Linked DNA regions of Anser cygnoides: region 1 is linked to region 2. A link is a contact called in public Hi-C data. All regions are on one chromosome and are shown on one strand. The core of a region is the stretch at or near the end of the contact, and the rest is flanking DNA. Distances in the headings are between cores, read along the strand shown.

The links. Hi-C and Micro-C count contacts between places; a contact is called where the count stands out from the background.
Region 1: a contact with region 2 is called in a Hi-C map of granulosa cells, with 2.4 times the contacts expected there. The contact joins two enhancer-like sites. A contact is called at or near these places in 2 of 7 Hi-C or Micro-C datasets (granulosa cells and liver).

The regions. Positions count from the first base shown.
Region 1 is chr8:20,495,838-20,498,537 of Taihu_goose_T2T_genome, reverse strand. All of the region lies in intron 2 of LOC106034109 (a long non-coding RNA gene), which reads right to left. Among named protein-coding and RNA genes, the nearest start is that of ADGRL2, 340 kb to the right of the region's middle. Within about 2 kb of position 1,272, at least 2 of the 3 cell types and tissues checked have open chromatin away from gene starts, as enhancers often do.
Region 2 is chr8:20,365,640-20,368,339 of Taihu_goose_T2T_genome, reverse strand. No RefSeq gene overlaps it. Among named protein-coding and RNA genes, the nearest start is that of ADGRL2, 210 kb to the right of the region's middle. Within about 2 kb of position 1,344, at least 1 of the 3 cell types and tissues checked has open chromatin away from gene starts, as enhancers often do.

The DNA.
Region 1 (2,700 bases), core at 23-2,522, 130 kb before region 2:
TGTTAAACATACTAATACAGTGACCTGATTTTCAGACTGAAGCTGGGTGATGTATATGAAATCAGAAAGTGAATTGAGCACCACATCTGAAGCCACCTCTAGGAAGAGGCCTGATCATTGTGAACCGAACAGAAGTATTTGCTGCAACCTGCAGATGTAAGAGGATATCAAGATATAGTTTCTTTCACAGTAGAGCAAATTCACCTACTCTGCACCCAGTAAGGGCATAGATAAGTCTGACACTGATTGCTACATAGATTTTAAATAATGATGACGAAGCCAGGGAATGTAGCATGAGAGCTCATGGCTGAAATTCAATATTTGGGTCAACATATTTCAAAGTTAGAAGGAACTACCAAGATTATCAAGTCCCACATTTTGCTCATCGCTTTCTTGCTCCTTATAAGCCAGTTGTGTGTCAATAAATCTTATCTTCAGAAAAGAAAAAAAAAAAAAGAAAAAGAAACTCTCTAATTTCTAATATGAATCATCCTGACATAAGATTTCTATCACTAGTTTTGACTTCACTCTTCTAGGTCAAAAGAACTTGTTTAGCTCTGGAAAGTACATGCATACTACAACAAAATCACCTTTCAAGATTCTTTTTGATAAACTAAGCAGATCAAGCTCCAGGTATGTACTCAAAGGCTTGAATTATTTCTGTTGCTTTTCTTCACATTCTCCAATTTTAAAAGATCTTGCTGTGCACATAAACTTTAATACCTATCTGCATCACATTGGCTACATGGTTAAAAACCACATTCCTGTTTTATCATGGTCAATATCAACTGCTTTTGCTACAGCATTGAATTTGAATTTCACGTTAAGTTCTTTTTAGAATCTCTACTTTCTAGCATACACTGTGTTTTTCACATTTGTTCCTGACTAATAACTTTTGCGTAACCTTAAACTACAGTTTTTCTACAGGATAGCCTACATCATCAAGCAATCCTGATCACTGTTTAACTGATCTCTTAATTATTTACCACTCTGCTGACTGGGCTGTCTCATTTAAATTTCCCTAGTAGTGATTCAGAAATGATTTCCAAAGCCAGATGAACAAACATGGATAACCTCCTTTCTGAGATATCAGCCAGGTCTTATTTCATGTAATGTGTATGTGATTGATGTAATCAATTGATGTGATACAGCTGATTGTGATTGATGTGATACAGCTAATATTTTAGCAACAGCATTGTATGGTTGTGAGTGCAATCCTTTCACAATCCTAGCCGCCCTTTTTCAGCCGGACTTTTAACCATGTATCCCATTCCAGAGCAGGGTGGTACATCTATAGGTGGCGCCTTCTCCCTGCGTATAGCTGCATAGCTGCACCTACGCTTGGGCTCAGAATTCACAACCCATTGTTTATGAGCAAATTTTGACCCCCTTTTTCACCCTGTGAGTAATTTTTTATTTATTTTTTTTTTCCAGAAGCAATTCGTGATATTTATGAAATTTGATCACTTTCTGCAATTGTGTGAAAATGTCAGCCTATCGATTAGTCATGGGCTGTTGATTGCAAGAATTCACTCAAATGCTTGGTATTCATCATTCATTATTTGAGTGGTGTGGCAAGGTTTCTGAGTCAAATAACATTTTTACTTTTCCCTGATTGATTAATTGACCTTTAAAAAGCTACTTCAAGCTTCTTTCCAAAACAAAATTTTGCACATGAGGGATAGAGAGATTTCTTTCCTATGTCTTGTCTACTTAAGAGAGATGGCTGTCAGGCCACACCTGAGGTAAATGAGACAACTGTAAGTAACACCTCAAAAAAGTTGAGTTGACAAAGCATAGTTGACAAAAGTATAATTTATTTATTTATTTTTTAATGGTTAGTTTTGGCAAGGAAATAGACAATATTATTCAGTGTTTATGTAAACTCATGGTAAAACAGAGACAGTAGAGACAGTTGGCAAGTTGAGCCCCGTCTGGGGTAAGGCCTCAACATCCTACAACGCATACGCTTCCTGGGCTCAAAATAACCTACATTTTTGGTCCTTTTACATGCACTGTTAGCCAGGACTTCTGGGGAGTGTATGGAGAAATGCAAATCCCACAGTGATGATAGCTTGTAACGGTAGAGAGGATTTTTAAATGCAGCTTGGCTTAGTTCTTTCTTTGAAAACATATTTAATACAGCTGATAAGAAGGCTTATGGGTATATTTTATTATTTAAATCTACATAAATAGCAAAGCAATTTATAATAATGCATTACAAACCCCCAGAGTTCCCACCTACATTCCAGCTCTCACAGTTACTCCCATTTTCTAACAGCCTGGGGAAAAGCAAGCCTTGCCATATCAATAATCTGATGACAGGAAAGTAACATCACTGTTTCTGACAACAGAAGCATATTATCCAGTGACAAACCTGAATTATCACATCTTAAAAATGCCAGACCAAAGTTTTACCAATTTAATGCATCAGCTAGTGTAAGTGCTCAAAAAGGTAACTCAGTTGGGCCTTTCCTATGCATTGTTTACATCTTGGTGTAAGTTCCTCCTACGGAAACTACTGTATACTTTGACAAGGAGATCCTAAGAAACTAACTCCGGATTCAAGGTATTATAACTTCAGTGCTGATTTTTTGACATCTCTGGAAATATTTTTCCTTACTCCAAAGAAGCTTTCTTGTCACATTTCCAAATTTTGTTTCCTTCTAGAAGACAATATACAGGTTGATGTATATCTAT
Region 2 (2,700 bases), core at 95-2,594:
AAAAAAAAAAAAAAAAAAGTGTTTTTTCTTGTTTGTTTTTATGTTTTGAAAAGTTAAACAAGTGTTTTTGAAGTTTTTCTTTCGTCTTTCAGATATAAGTTCTGACCAGAAAATATCTAGGATAAGCTATTTTCTAGCTTTTCTTAGTCTTTACTAGATTCCCAGTATTAGTCCTGATATATGTCTTATTTCACAAACTGAAAGCTTTCTTCTAGGTTATCCAGAAAGAAGACAAATTTCAACAAATTTGTTTACTGATTTTGTACTTTTATTGAGATTTCATAGAGCATAAGTCCAAAATATTTGAGTAAAAATGAAAATTCTATCAGTATTAATATATTTTATAGATACATAATCTATCAAAATCTCAGTGTTGGAACTACAGAGAGCAAAGCATGTTCTATTCATAATGAAATCTCCACTTCAATATTTTCCTAGAGTTCACAAGCAGATACTACACTTCAGTATTATTTGAATTGAAATTTTCAATTTCAATTCAAATAGCAGTATGAAAACTCATCGTGCTATATGAGATTGTATGGATGATTTTTTTTAATGGAAGTAATGAGAAAATATAAATAAATATGTTAAAATATGCATCTTCAGTTTATTAGTCAGTGATTATTTCCTTTTTTTGTTTTTCAGAAGCCTATTTGTAATCTCATTAATGAGAAAAATTGTTGATTATGGATCTGCATAAAGGAGGTTCTAGAATGAAGCTTAAAAAAAAACATTTGAATATCTCTGTTATATGGATAGTCAAAGACAACACGTAACACCCGCGGTAGTTCAGTGGTGAACTGTGACAAGATCATGTGAAAATTCCCAAGGGAAAATATAAAATTAAGTAAAGAAAAATGAAATATTGGAGCGTGTGTCAGAAGAAAAGCTAGATCCAGCAGATGCATTTCAGTTGGACTCACACTTATATGAGGAGCCCTCTGCAGGTGGAGAATAAAAGGCTTGCATTTGCTTGCCTTTGCTGACAGCACCATTTTAACAGGATAAAAGATGCTGTTTCATACTCTCTGATCCATGAAAACTAATTGTCTCCTTTTTGTTTGTTTGTTTGTTTGTTTTTGTTTGTTTGTTTTTGTTTGTTTGTTTGTTTTGTTAATCAACTCATCCCTTAAGCTTCTTCGGTATTACTTCCGAATCTGTGTTTCCCTTCTTGTTTTTGTTCTTGGATAGGAAAAGTTGAAGTAATTGATATGAGTTTGGAATAATCCCAACGAAAGTCAGAAATACCTTGAATAATATCCTTTGTATGTAATTCTACTGGTGTTGGTTGTTCAAAGGATTCTGCTGGTATAGTGCGGGCCTCACTGGCTCAAGTTCTTTATCTGAATCATTGGCAAAACACTCAGAGACTTGCCAAGAACAGGGTGTTTGCTTTGTAGTCTGTGGGCTGCTACAGCCTTGAACACATTATGTGTATAAACTGTTGTTGTTGTTGTTTAAAAAAAAAAAAAAGACATAACAATTTCAATCATTTTCTGTAACTGTGCTCTTCATTTTTTAATCATCTTGCTATAAGCTTTTTTTAATTTAATCATTTTAAGGATTTGTGAGTCAATAGACCATTTCTATCCAGTACTTTACTGTATTAGCTACTGTGCAAATGGGAAAAAGTTGTGCCTTTACTCAAAATAATGCCATTATTTTCCTTTTTCTCTGAGAAAATATTTTAGACTGTTATCTGCCACCTGTGTAGTTTAATGCTGCATCCCCATTAAGGCAAAGTGTGTGCTGTATAAACCTCTATTGCTTTATATTCTGTGCCTCACCTAAAAACCCTCTGCCCTATTTGCCTTTTATACTGCTGTTATGTCCTGAACTGATGAGTTAAATAATTTTCTTCTTCCTGATCATTGTGCTGGATGATTGTTCTATTAAACACAGAGTCCCTAGGTTAGTCCCTTGCTTCATGCCTAATTATTTTATATTTATCTCTTGCTTATACAAACTTACCAGACCATCTCTGTTTGGTTTTTTTTTTTTTTTTAATAAATAAATAAATAAATGAATATAAAAGATCACAAACAAAGACTCTAAGAAGCTTTTTTTGATTAGTGATTTATGAGTTACAGGGTTACTTTAGCAATTGTAGAGAATTTCATCGATACTGAAGAACTCATTTCAACAGCCAGCTGGATTCTTTCTGGATGCAGACACACTCCCAGTTCTGTGCCTCATCACCTTCTGGAAAGCAATGGCATTTGAATGAAGAGGATATGTACTGTAGAATTGCTGTGTTTTCAGCAGCATATTGACACAGGTAATTCTATACAATTTTCTTTTTTTTTTTTTTTCTGATTGACCACAGAAGTGGGAAATTAAACTCTTTCAGACTGCTGTAGTATATATTAAAAATGTGCTTTTACAAAAATCATATTTTTAGAAGTTCTGGTTGTTAATTTACATGACTGTTTTCATGACCTTTTCAGATGTATAAGAGATGTTTAATATTATGTTATTTCTAAAGTTATTACAAGCCATATAATCTGCTCAACTCCATGGATTTTATTTGTTTTTAACTAAATTCTTCCATTCCTCTATATTTCTTGAGAATATTACTAATATTACATTCAAAAAGCTGTCATATATGAAGGTTATCAACTCCTAAGGCAGAGAACGTTTTTTGCTTTGAGTGTAGTTACAAACAAACCAGTACCAGAAAGAGCCTACAAAAAAATATAT